2 separate regions of the Gossypium hirsutum genome follow, and region 1 is linked to region 2. A link is a contact called in public Hi-C data. All regions are on one chromosome and are shown on one strand. The core of a region is the stretch at or near the end of the contact, and the rest is flanking DNA. Distances in the headings are between cores, read along the strand shown. Region 1 has its middle 24 kb from the start of LOC107916795. Region 2 has its middle 8.1 kb from the start of LOC121204710.

Region 1 (6,967 bases), core at 3,525-6,024, 54 kb after region 2:
GTCCTATTAAAGTTGTCGAATAGAGTTTCAAGTATAGTTGGCATGCCATAAAATTTATTTTGATAAGTAGGAGATTCAGCACTATGCGCGTTATTATATTGTGATAGTTCTCTAATATCTTGGGGTCGAGAACGTATCATCAACTCAAATACTTTAGGGGTACAAGTGTATTTTGGTGTGGTTGGTAGGATCGATACATTTATGCCTGAATAGCACTTCGGTACGTATATTGATGTAATGGTGGATTGATATGAATATCCGTCCTTAAATCTGATTCTATTAATAGGGATTAAACTATGAAATATTATGTTATGCATGTTTGTGATTAGAATGTGATTATAACAATGATATGACATATAGCTTCGATATGTTACAGCATATGCAAATACATTGGGATTGCTTCGAAATTTCGATGTGTAAAAAGCAAACATTATATTGATACATATATGTTTATGTGAAATACGAATTATGGATACCTAAGGATTTAATGATTTGTTTGAATATATGTTATATGGATAATGGTAATGAAATGATTGTTGATCATAAGAGTATTCATATACTTCGCTCGTTTATTATACGCATAACGTTTTTTTTACCCTCCTACTTTGTAAAAAAAAAATTCATTTTAGTTCTTTATTTAATTTTTCGCTTCTTGTTGCCTTTGAACTTACATTTTTTATTAAATCACCCCAAAATAGATGGAAAAGTTGCTAGCTTTGCTGACGTTGCATACACGTAGATTGCCACGTAGATAACACACTAGCATTTAATTAATTTTTTAATTAATTAAAATTTTAAAAAATATTTTTAAAATTTTTAATTTTTAAAAATAGTTTTTATATTTTTTTGAATTTTTAAAATTTTAAAAAATTAAGTAAATGTTAACATGTAATCCACATGGCCATGTCACATGTATGCAACGTCAGCAAAGTTAAAAAACGTTAAATTTTTCATTCGTTTTGGGGTCATTTTACAAAAAAATGCAAGTTTAAGTGTTAAAAAATGCGACAAATTAAATGGATGGCTAAAATGACTTTTTGTAAAGTTGGAGGGCCAAAAAGTCATTATGACATTATTATATTACTATTATATTTTAATTGAATTCAAATTACGTTAGCACTATTGAGTATACATTATCAGCATATGGTTTTGTTTGTTTTCGTTTGCAGTCTTGATTGAGTGTTAAAGTAGATTAGAGGTCCGGAAGCAACCAACTCGACAGCTGAGCTCACAAGTCAAGTTTGTGCCTAACATGTATGTATATATTTAGTTAGATAGCGTGTACCTAAGTTGGTCTTATGGTTTAATGTATATGTTGATGTTTTGGTATATTTTGATAGTTTGACCTATAATATTTTCGGAAATGAATTTTAACTCTTGATTATAAAATAATCTTGCATGATTATATGTGTTTGATTATGCATTTTACTTTGTTGGATAGTGATGCGTTGAATACTTTGGTTAAATGTTTAAATGTGTTTTCCTATGTTAAATTGATGTGTTTGAGGTAAACTTTAGGTAAATGTAGGTGTGTTTTGATTAAATAATGAAAGCATTTAACTATACATTTTAGGCCATTTTATCATAGAGTCTTGAGACATGTTTATGTCTTGAGACATCAAGAACAAAAATTACCATTTGAAGTAGTTCATTTATTAAGTTCTCGAGACTTATTAAGCAAGTCTCAAGATAAAATGACCTCTATCTCGAGACAAGGGCATGCCAAACTAAAATAAACCTATTGTATTCCAAGGGTTTTTGTCTCGAGACAACCAAACATTGAAGCTTAATTAAAAAAACAGGAGAGGCCGTCTTGAGTCTAGTCTCGAGATAAGGACTCTAAGGTCTCGAAAGGTCTTGAGACATATCCACATTGAAGCAAAAAATACCTAAAATTATGAATGGCCTATCTCGAAACATAAAGCTTCTTGTCTCGAGACCCAATGCTAAATTATAGGGGTAAGCAAAATTCGATTTGATTTGAAAAAATAAAAATAAAAATTTAAATTTTGAGTTATTCGAATCTAGTTATTTGAATTATTCGAGAAAACTCGAATAAGAAATTTTGGATTTCGAGTTCAAGTCAAGTTGAATTTTTACAATTCGAATAACTTGAATAATTTCAATAACAGATTAGTATAAATACTGTTTTGGTCCTTGTCAATTTTGAAAATGAGCAAATTGGTCTCTCTCTTAACAAAAATTACAAAAAAAATCAAAGTAATTTTCAAATTTTGAAAATAATTTTTAAAATTCTAAATATTTATAGAAATTCTAAAATTCAAAAATTATAAATTTTAAAAAAAATCTAAAAAAATTTATACAAAATTTAATAAAATAATAATTTTGGAATCTAAATAAGTGATTAATGATTCAAGTTTATCATACTAAAATATCTTATTTTTATTATTATTTTGCTTTAAAAAAGTTTTCAAATATATAGTGTTTCAAATTTTTGTGTTCTACATTGGAAATAGTTATATTGTACAAGATTTTAATTTAACATTATTAATTTTTCTAATTTAACTCAAATGGTTTCACTCGATTCAATCAAACGCTCACCCCTAATTCGAGTTATCTGAAAATCCAAATAAAAAGGGCAAAATTACGCCGTCTTGATAAATGTTTACCTTTTTTAAAATTAAAAATCAAAACTATCAAGTTAAAAGGTAAAAATATGTTGTTTTGATAAATGTTTACCCATTAGTCTTACTTTCCTTCCCGAATCGTCCCACTCTTCTTTTTTTTCCTTTAATCAAAATTAATCTAAAAGCTTGTATTTTGTCTACTAGTAAAATAATTGGTCCATGTAAACAGAATAATGAGAATAAATAATAAGATTCGTTAATTTGACTTGATTCCACTCGAAATTTTTTTGACTCGATTCGAAAAAAATTCAAATCGAGTTCGATTGCTAAAATAGGATTCATCAACTCGACTAACTCAAAATTTTTTGACTCGATTCGACTCTACTCAATCGAATACCCATCCTTACTAAATTATGTGTATTAAGGTTTTGGACTCTAAGGTTATGTTTATCCTATTAATGTCTTGAGGTGTCATGTTGTCCAAACAACGTATAGATTTTTTGTCGCCTCAAGGCCTTAAATCATCATGCAAAGAATTTCTACCCATCTTCGTGCTAACAAAACACTCCATTACTATCTTTTGATCGATAAAAATGCTTAAATTTCCGTAGATGTGGCTTCCTTTGGATTGGATTTTACCCATGGTGAGATGGAAATATTGGGTGAATATTCCTTTTCACTACACTGGTTTCTTGTTTGGAAGATTTGAGGTGCGGTGCAATTGAGCACTCTTAGGGTTTTTTACTAATATAATATAAAAAAAAACCTAAATGGTACCCAAAAAAATTATTTACTAAAATAGTATATCCAAGGTGGTGCCGCCTCTGGCAGTGGTGTGACCACCTTGGTTTTTTTGCCACCAACAGTAAAAAAATAAAAATAAAAATAGCAAAAAAAACATAAAAGCTAAAAAAAATGTAATAAAAAACAGAAAAAGGTGACAGCCGGCACAGGTGGAGGCCCTGCTGCAGGCGACACTGGTGGTGGGCCTACCACAGGCAGCACCAATAGTGTCGGTGGCAGAGGCGGCACCAGGCGATTAGACTCCTCATACAGGGGTTTTGGTTTTTCTTTGTTTGGGGACCATAGTTCATTTCGGGAAGAAAGAAGGAGAATAAGGCGACGCTGTGAGGGAAGGAAAAAGAAAAAAAAAAGAGAAGTAGAAGAAGAGGGAGGGAAGGAAAAAGAAAAAAGAAGAAGGGAAAAACAGGTAAATTTTTTTTATTATAAATTGAGTAATTAATGTTAATTTAAGTAAACAATTTATTTATTTTAGGTCTTATTATTATTATTGTTGATTGATTTTGATTTAATTCAAATTTAATTTTAAATTTATTTTTTTGCAAGGTGTTATTTGGTTAAAAAGAGATATTAATGTGTAATAGGCCCAATTTGCCCGGCCTATTATAAACCAAAGATAATAAATATAAAAACCAAAATAAAAAACAATAAACGACCCAAAATTAATCAAAGTCCAAGCTCTTTTGCAAATAATAAAACCTAACCTAACCATTAAACCCAAACCACCTAGCCCGGTTGATAAGCTAACCCAATTAACAAACAACCCAAACCCCAACCCATTTGAAATACAACCCAATTACAAGATTGGCCCAAATGACTGAAACTTTGGTTTCAGAAGCCGAAACCCTAGCCATCTCCCCTGGCGCCGCAACCAGTAGTCGGTCTCTAGCACCATACGTGCGCCATCGTCCCTCGCGCCCTCCTCCGTTCGTGTCTTTATACGGCTATTCTTGCAATAGAACACACAAGAAGAAGCAGCTAACAGAATACACAGCAAATGGCAGCAGGAAAATATAATTTCTATTTTTCATTTATTCTGTAAATTTGGGCTATAAAAAGCCATCGTTTGTACTTGAAAATCTTACGCACACTGAAATAGGCATATAAATATCGAATACAGAGAAAAGGCATTTAGAAATCAATTTTGGAAAGGTGATTCTTAGATCTAGCATTTTTTTTCGATTTTATTTCTTTGTTCTTTGTAGAGGGCAAATTTGCCCGGGCCCACTAGAAACCCAAATATATATATAATATAAAATAAATAAATAAATTTAAAACCCAAGTTTATAACAGTCCAATAATAAGCCCAGTTACATAACCCCTAGCCCTAATTTGTAACAAACCCTGACCCGAATCTACAAGGCCCGATAGACCCAGAACACTAAAACAGGACAGAACCCTAGCTGTTTGCTTGTGCCGCAGCCGTCCGAGCCCCTCCAGTGCCTCCGCCCACGCCAAGCCTGCAACACCGTACGACCAGCACACAACCCTCGTACGCCACGCCACACCTCCGTACGCCAGCACAGCATCCGTACCTGCAAAAGAACAAACCACAACAGCAAATACATACAAAAGAAAACAACAGCAAAAAGAGAATTTGTATTCAATTTCTATTTCTATTTTTTGAATATCTCTTATTTCTGTATCGACTATAAAGCCAAAGCCCCTGCTCATTGTAATTTTTTTACGCGCACAATCAATACATTTTTGAAATACAAAAACGCAAAAGAAATTGAAAGGTGAGACTCAGATTCTAGTTCTTTTTCGTTTTCCCATCCGTTCCTTTTTCTCCAGTTTTACATACTGCACATTTTGAACATAAGAATCGAAGAGGAAAAAGGGCGAAACCCTACCTTCGCATATGAGCCATCGAAGACCTCGTCTCCTTCGCTGAAATCGGAGTCGGAGATGGGATTTCGGGGCTTAAAACGATGAACTCCATGCTGGAGTGAACGAAAGAGCGAAAAGGGGGGTACTGAAGGATATCACTCGTCGTGGCAGTGATGAAAGGATGGCCGAACGGCGCAGAACCTTTAGGGTTCCCCCTCCCCCTGTTTTTCAGCTGAAATGTCTAGGGTTTTCAGGGGCTTCGCCTTCTTTTAATCTGCGATGCGAAACGGTGCCGTTTGAGGCATGGTTTGTAGCCTTAAAACGACACCGTATAGAGAACCCGGCCCGACCCATTCTCAGGTACCCTCAGGACCCGCGTGTTTTCGCGGTGAAAGGTTATTTTCAAGATTGGTCCCTTCCCTTCGTATCGTTGTTCGATTAGGCTTAGTTCAGATTTATTTCTTTTAAATTCGGCCCTTATAATTTGTATGCGTTTGCATTCTAGTCCGTGCACATGCGCTGCGTTTTGGGGTCTGGATTATTTCCAGGTTTGGCCCCTGTACATTCACCCCTGTTGCGCGCTAATCCTTCCTTTTCATTTTTTACAGTTTATTTTATTTAAACTATCCTCCTTATTTTTTTAATTTGACTTCAATTTGGCTTCTTTCTAGATTCATTTAAATTTTCTTTTTATTTTATTTGTGTTTATTTATTCGTATAAGTTACACCATATGTATCTTTTTATTTAATTATTTATCGCAATTTTGGTACACATATTTTCACATTTTTGCATACCCCTTTTTACAAATGTTTTTACATTCGCACTATTATATATGTATATATATACATATTTGATGACAAAATTAGCTTTATTTCATGTGTATTATTAATGTCACATTAGTTCATGCATATGTCTGTTTTTGAATTCTTCACATATTTATATATATTAGTTGTTCAAAAGGAAACTACATGTTTTATTTATTACTTAAATATCATACATGAACGTTGGTATATATATATATCTATATTATTCTATACATAACTAAACTCATATGTTTTTGTTATTTTAATATGTTTGATACACATGTTTTACATATCATTTAAATTATTTTTTTACTTATATATATTCTTTATTTCTTTTAAATCTAATTTTGATATTATATATATTTTTGGTTCGTTTCAAATGTTTTCCTATATTATTATCATCCTTTTTGTATAAACGTTGTTTATATTAAGCTTTTTATTTCATGAACATTATTTATTGTAGATGAACAAATCTTGTTTCAAATTATTTTTGTATAGTCACTAGTTTCATATTACATGATTAGTATTTCATATACATTCTTTTGAATATTTTTATGCGGTTAAACCCATATAATCTATTTACCTTAAAACTTTCTAACATGTATGCCATTGGTTTAAAATTTATGTTGACATCCACTACTATATTCATGTATAATATAAATAATCGATAAATTTCGGGTTTAAATCGTTTTGTATAGTTTTCTTTCCAAAATTCTTCATATAATACTATTTTTGAAATTCATTTATATGTTAAAGTTTATATGTTATTTACTCTATTTTTTTTATTTGTTTGATGATCTAACTCAAATTTTTATGCGTATATGCATATTCCTAGTTTCTATAAAATATTTCGAATTCTAGCATATGCTAGCTTTTATGATCTATTTATCTTATATGATGCTATGTACATTGTTGTGGCATATTATTGTATGTATTATCTTGCT
Region 2 (7,349 bases), core at 1,316-3,815:
GCAGCCACTAGTGATGTTACTTGGTTACTGTCGTTACTTACAGAGTTCCAGGTTATGTTTGATGATACTCCTCATATTTGGTGTGATAGCTCCAGTGCAGTTATAGTTGCGGCCAATCTTGTGTTACATTCAAAATTCAAATACGTTGAGCTCGATCTATTTTTTGTTCGTGAAAAGGTTGCTGAGGGCTCCATTATGGTTGGTGAGGTATCTGCGTGTAATCAGATTGCGGATGTTCTTACCAAGCCACTTTCGGTGCTATTGTTTACTCGATTTTGAAAATTTCTTCGGGTCTTACCTCTGGAGAAGATGGATGAATGTTAAGGATATTAGTGTTAGCTTAGCTAAGTTGTTAGTCAAGCTGTTATGAGTAGTTAAGTTTGTTAGCAAGTTTGTTAGCTAAGTTTGTTAGCTAAGTCTGTTAACTAAGTCTATAAATACTATTTTCCAAATGTACAGAAACAAGTTTTGAAGTCTAACTACATGAATGGAATTTATTCATTAGATTACCAATATTTCTTCACAATGATAGTCTAATCAAGTCGTAAACCTTTGAGCCATGATAGAACCTTCTGAATGGCCAACGCTTCACCAAAATGGGGCTCCATAGTCGTGGTCACATAACTGGAATAGGCCATAACAAACTGACTAGTATCATTTCTAAGAACAGCAGCTAAAGACATCGAATCTGAATTTGAAAAAGTTGCAGCACCTACATTACACTTCAGTTAGCCTCACTGGGGTTTAGACCATCGAACAACCTCGAGAATGGTTAGATTTCTCGGTACTCAAGTATTACCAAAAATCTGACGAGTCTCATACCAATACTGTGAAAATGTTGCAGGCTTGCAGCTGAGTACACAATATGAGCAACTGAGACATCTTTCTGTCGCCACGTACAAAGGTTGCGACAGAACCAAATGAATCAGATTAGAGTAAGTGATCGATCCTTCCTCGCCTCGTCCTGTAAATTGACACAAGCCATGATAAAATCCCTACACAAAAAAGGAGCCTGTAGGCCAGCAAGCTGTCACACTTCTTAGGCTTTAGTACAATAAAAAGGAATGTGCTCCATATTTTCTAATGACCCACATCTATAATAGTTTGGGATAACATTTAAATCTTTAGCAGGAAGTCATTCCCTGTATGTAACAAACTGTCTCATGCATCGCCATGCAAACTCACGTACTTTCAAGGGTATGAAATTGTTCCAAATTTTCAAGCAAGACCCCTTAATCATATTAAGTTAAACATCAAAAACATCTTGAAGCGCAACTCTATAGCCAATCTTGATACTATACTTCCCATCGGTGTTGAAATGCCATACCATACAATTCGGCGACTTCACTAGGTTGACAGGAAACTTCATAATTCGAGCTGAATCAGGTGTAAGGATACCAATGATAAACTCCTCCTCCCAAGTCAGTCTACCACTATTAAATAGCTCCTTCACTTTCAAGTCCATGTCAGGTAGTGGCATCAATTGGACAAAAAAACCGCTATTCTCACATAGTCAATGATCATTAAAAACTTCAATAGTCACTCCGTCCCCACTCTCCATCGAGATCCCCTGTTAACAAGTCCCTTTTCTGCACAAATACTTCGCCAAACATATGATGGGTTTCTGCCCTCTGACGCTTCAATAAAAAAACAGTAAGGGAAATACTTAGCTTTGAAATAATGGCTTGACAAAGAATTCAGATTCGAAAGAAGGCACCACCACTCCTGCTTCCCAAGTAAAGCAAGATTAAAACAACGCAAATTATGAAAGCCCATACCACCACCCTTTTTTGGCACACATAACTTATCCCATGAAGCCCAATGAAGTTTCCTATTGTCTGACCCATCCGCTCTCCACCAAAAAGAATCATAATTCTTTGTGAAGTGTCACTCATGGTAACTGGTGTAAAAAAAAGCCCACACAAAACACCGGCCATGCTTGGGCCACATTCTTGATAACTACCTCCTTGCCTAGCTTAGACAGAAAACTGTTCTTACAGCTAAAAATACACTTACAAAGCTTCTCCTTAATAAACGTGAAAACTTGACTCGTATTTCTCCCCACAAAAGAAGGATGTCCAAGGTATCGTTCATGGTTCAAAGGCACCAAAACCCTCAAAATCGAACAAAGCAATGCCCAAACACTAGATACAACATTAGAGCTGAACATGATCATAGACTTATGAAAATTAACTGCTTACCCCGATGCTTCCTTGTACTAACAGAGAATATCCTTAATATTACAGGCCTCCCACTCTGTCGCCTGAAAAAAAATATCATCCGCGAGAAACATATGAGATATGCTCGGACCCTTTCGAAAAATAGAAACACCATGAATATCACCCCTCGCTTTGACCCTAGAAGAAGATAACTAAGACCCTCTGTACAAATAATACAAAAATAAGGGGAAAGAGGATCACCTTGTCCCGGTCCTCTATGCGGTAGAATTGGACCAACCTCGCTACCATTGAAAGAAATCGAGTATTGGACTGTTGTGACACAGAGCATAATCAATTTAACCCATTCCACACTGAAATCCAAATTAAGTAGAATATATTTTAGGAAGCCCCAATAGACCCTATCATGGGCCTTGCTAACATCGAGCTTAAGCGCAACCTCGCCTTTATTTCCTCTACTCTTGTTCCTCATATGATGGATCAACTCAAAAACCACCATGACATTGTCAGTGATTAAACGACCTGGAACAAAGTCGATTGCATCTTAGAGATGATTCTTGGTAGAATAACCTTCAATCTGTTTGCAAGGACCTTAGCAACTATCTTATACATTACACAGGGAAATTCGGCGTAAATCAATCATATAGGTCGGTTTGTCTTTCTTAGGAATCATCACCAAAATTATATTATTTAGAGAATTGAGAAACTCACAATTCTGAAGCCAAGAACAACATTAAGTGAAGATATCATCCCCAATAGTCTATCAACACTATTGAATAAAAGCCAGACTTATACCGTCAAAACCCGACGCCTTGTCCGAGTGCATACTAAACACAGTATCTCTAAGTTCATGAATGTTGAATGACGCCATAAGCTGAACATTATCCTCATTTGTCACACAAAGCTGCAAAGCATCAAACTTAGCAAAGCCAAAGCCGCTAGAAATAGAAAAAAGATTAACGAAGTAATGATGAACAATAGAGCATATCCCGTTATGATCAGTACATGGCCTCCCATCAGAATCTAACAACATTGGGATATAATTACCACATCTCCTCTTTGGAAGCCTGTGCATGGAAAATCTAGTATTTTCTTTCCCATGTTGCTTTCCCACGTCTCCTTAGACAGCCATGAATTCTCAAACCGAAACTTCGAAACCGCGACCATGAAAAGATACATCCACCACCAACTTAATTGGGGCTATGATCCGAATAAGACATGACAAGATTAAACAATGGGTGCCTAGGAAACAAATCAATCCAACCAGAATTCAAGAAAGCTCGGTCCAATCTCTCCATTACAAACAAGTTTCTGCTCCTCCCTCTCTTTCAAGAAAACCTAAATCCAGATAGAGGAACCTCACTAAGTTGACCATCCGAAATACACTAACGAAAACCATCTAACCACTGAGTTGGATAATCCGCTCCACCAAACTTATCATTGATTGACAATAGATTATTGAAATCCCCCATGCAAATTCACGGGTAATTAGACGCATTTGCTGAAGTTCTCAAAAGATTCCAACTTGCTAACTTGCGAGATGATTCCGAAAGGCCGTAAAATCCAGCAAAGCGCCATTTAGGATGATCAAGTTCTTCAATTAAAACATCAACATGATTGTTTGAGTAACCAATAATACGAGCATTATCAGAAGAGTGCCAAAGAAATGCCAAACCTCAAATACGACCAACCCTACCTACACAGAAACAATTACCAAAACGAAGATTAGCCTTTATTTCTTCCATTTTCGCTGAAGAAAACAAAGTTTCCATTAAAAACAAAAACCTAGACTTATTAGTAACTACAAGATGACAAAACTGTGCTTGGGATTGATTAAATTTACATTCACCAAGGTTAAATTCATTAAGTTTTGTTATTTTTTTAAAATATGATGCAATAATATAAAGTTAATATGGAATAATAATTTTTATTTGTGTCAAAACTAAAATTTTAAAATTCGAAAAATAAAAAAACTTAAAATGATTCAATTGAAGAATATTGATTAAATTTACAACTATAAATATAATACAATATTACTAATTTATTTCAACCAGCTTTTTAAGTTAAAATTTAAAGAAACATGTCAAATTAAAAAAATGAATTAAATCTATAATTTTTACAAATTACTGAACAAATATAAATACTTGAGTTTTTGACCTGGAAATTTATGAACATCTTTTTTTGATAAACTGTAACTTCTAACATTTTAGAAAAATCTGAAAAAGAATTTTTCGGTGAACAGGGGTAAGGTTTTAACAGCAACACGATTAACACAACTCGAATTTAGACCATACTTTGAGCGATAAATACCCTAACCAGCAGATTAACACAAAGGGTTTAAAAAAAACACTTTGAAATACTTACTACACCTATATTCAATAAATTTTGTTTAAATTTATAATAGTCATTAACGTAATTAAATTGTTATATTTTAGTCACTTTCCATTAAAGAGAAAGATGTTTCACATTAATTCAAAGGATTAATAATTAATTTGAATCTTGAAATATAGTTAAAATAATATTTTTAACATTTTTCCAATAATAACTCTAAAAAATAAAAAAAACTTAAAATATAATTAAATTATTTTTAGATATAAAGATAAATAAAATTTAATAAAAATTCTAAAAATTGTTAACAAAATATAAACAAATTTTCAAATAATAAATTATAAAATCATTATTAAACAATTATGTTAGCAATCTAAGTAGCTAGTAAACAAAAATGGGCCCAACTCACTAAATCATCCGAATGTATTTTGGCAGTTATAATGATGGAAATTCAGAACCATCATTTCACCAGTTTTCATCCCCACTTTTACTGTTACTGGTAGGGTTGAAAAACATAAGAAAATCGAATACCAACTTTCGGTTGAATCTGATTTGGTTTGGTTTTTATTGAATTTCATACAGTATGATATTAAAGTAAATTTTAAAAAATAAATCATCCAGTTTTTTAGCAAACCAAAACATTTCCCATTGGATTCGGTTTGGTTTTCTTAAAAATCTCAAATCAAATTATTGTACATCAATCACATTTCTTTTTTTCAAAGTTTAACCATTAATCACATGATAAATTCACTTATATATTTATACATCCCGTAAAAAATAAGTAAATTAGTCTTTTTATATTAGATTAAAATACAAATTTATCCTTTATTTTAAATTTTTTATCAATTTTTACGGTTGAAAATTGCCAAACAGTTTCATATGACGTGTCATATGTACCACATTCTAATGTAAAGGAATCAATTTTTAATATAAAGACTCTTTTTTTTATATAACGTACATGGATTAATTTACTTATTTTAAGTAGAGAGAACAAAATGCAATTTGACTCCTAAAATAAAAACTTTCATGGTACTTTCCTACATATCTAAATGAGCCAGAATGTTTCAACATTTCCTACTATGTAAATAAAGAATAATCAAGTTAAAAGTTGAACAAAAATCGAAAGCTTTTTCAAAGATTCTTATAAGGTTTGTTTGGATAGTATAAGTAATTGAATAAAAATGTAATTATTAGGATAATAATTATATTTTTGTAATTATAAAGAATTGTAATTTCCTAAATGTGTTTAACTGACATAGTGTAATTACATCGTAATTCTTTATGTCATATTTGGTATTACAATTCGTAATTACACAATTATATAATTTATATTTTTAAAAAAATATTAATTACCATAAAAATATTAGTACGATGAAAAATAATTTCTAAACAAGTAACAAAAATTAAAATCAAATCATTATATATATTATGTTGTCTAAAAAAATAGATGATAATACGATTAGTAATAAAAATATCAAGAAAAATAAACAGCTATATGCAATTTTATCTAATTGCATATTTGTTGGGTTATTCCATATTTAATATTTAACATATGTTTCTTATCATTATCTGTAAGTCCTTAACTGAGTTTATCATCATTTGGATTTGAATTTGTATAATTAAGATTATCAAGATCTTTTTCTTCCATGTACTCTTCAAAGTCCATGGATCATCTCAATTCTACCTATAATTGAAGTTATAAAATATGCAACACGCTAGTATGATCAACATTTTTTTTATGCCATACTAAGGTAATGTTAATATGAGAAATATTTTTTTGATACAATAATAGGGGTGAGGGATGGGAGTAATACAGTTCGAACCCTTGCCAAATAGGTGTTTGACAAGAGCTTTAACATTTTCTATTTGCATTCTTAACCACATTTTGAAGTCTTGAATGTGTCAAATTAAAGAGTTTGCGAGTTGTATGCGGTGCTTGTGTCTAGCACCATTCTCTCAAATGGTATTGTACACCACGATATAGTGTAAGAAAATCTTTTCTATTTGCATAATTAGCATTGATCTTATAATATTTAAGTTTGTAGTTCAAATAATATGTAGCTTTAATTATAAAAACTTATATAAACTTGATTTGAATAAATACTTTTGTTAGGTTATATCCATTTTTATAATATATAAATTAAGTCAAAATAATATAATATTTATAATATTTAATCTTTATAAAAAAATTTATAAATTGCCCAAAACTTGTATAACACGTCTAAAAAATAATATAATTTTACCCCAAAATTTGAATGTTTATTTGTGGGATTCTATAGTAATTAAGTTTCTATATCTGTGGTTCTATGCACTGCTTATGTGTTCAAGATCAGAAGTTTGAGTTGCCCCTTTAGAAGTTTTGCTAATTCAATTTTAATTAATCTCTGCTCTTGGGCCGCTGACTTAAATTTAATTCAGTATAAATTTGTGTCAAGAATGAGCTTGCTAGTTTAATAGTTAATTTATGTATACTTTTTGGTCCTATGTTCGAGTCTCGACGTATGCATTATGTAATGTTTTTACTTAATGTTGGAATTTTGATCGGTGGTTAGCTTAATTAAAATATCCTATTCCTTTTCATTACCATTTTTTCCCTTTTCTTCTTTCTTTTTTTTTGTCTCTTTCTTTTTGTTCTTTTCCCTTCTTTTCTTCATCCAATTGTTGTGTGGTTTGCACGTTTTGTCTGCCAATGTTGTCGAGTAAGTACATGTGTCCTTATTGCCAATTACATCAATTGCATGAATTTTGTTAATCGTAGAACTTTTGTTATACGGTAGTTCGTTCGTTTCTGTCAGAGTTGTTTCCAACTTGATTTGTTTAAATCTTATTTTAAGCGATCGTTTG

The links. Hi-C and Micro-C count contacts between places; a contact is called where the count stands out from the background.
Region 1: a Hi-C map of leaf shows a contact between it and region 2, with 2.6 times the contacts expected there. The contact joins two enhancer-like sites. A contact is called at or near these places in 7 of 34 Hi-C or Micro-C datasets (anther, callus, leaf and 1 more).

What each region holds. Positions count from the first base shown.
Region 1 is chrA01:21,561,582-21,568,548 of Gossypium_hirsutum_v2.1, forward strand. No RefSeq gene overlaps it. Among protein-coding and RNA genes, the nearest start is that of LOC107916795, 24 kb to the right of the region's middle. Within about 2 kb of position 4,775, at least 9 of the 9 cell types and tissues checked have an H3K27ac peak or open chromatin away from gene starts, as enhancers often do. A contact at or near this core is called in leaf, where this site is marked.
Region 2 is chrA01:21,510,261-21,517,609 of Gossypium_hirsutum_v2.1, forward strand. No RefSeq gene overlaps it. Among protein-coding and RNA genes, the nearest start is that of LOC121204710, 8.1 kb to the left of the region's middle. Within about 2 kb of position 2,566, at least 6 of the 9 cell types and tissues checked have an H3K27ac peak or open chromatin away from gene starts, as enhancers often do. A contact at or near this core is called in leaf, where this site is marked.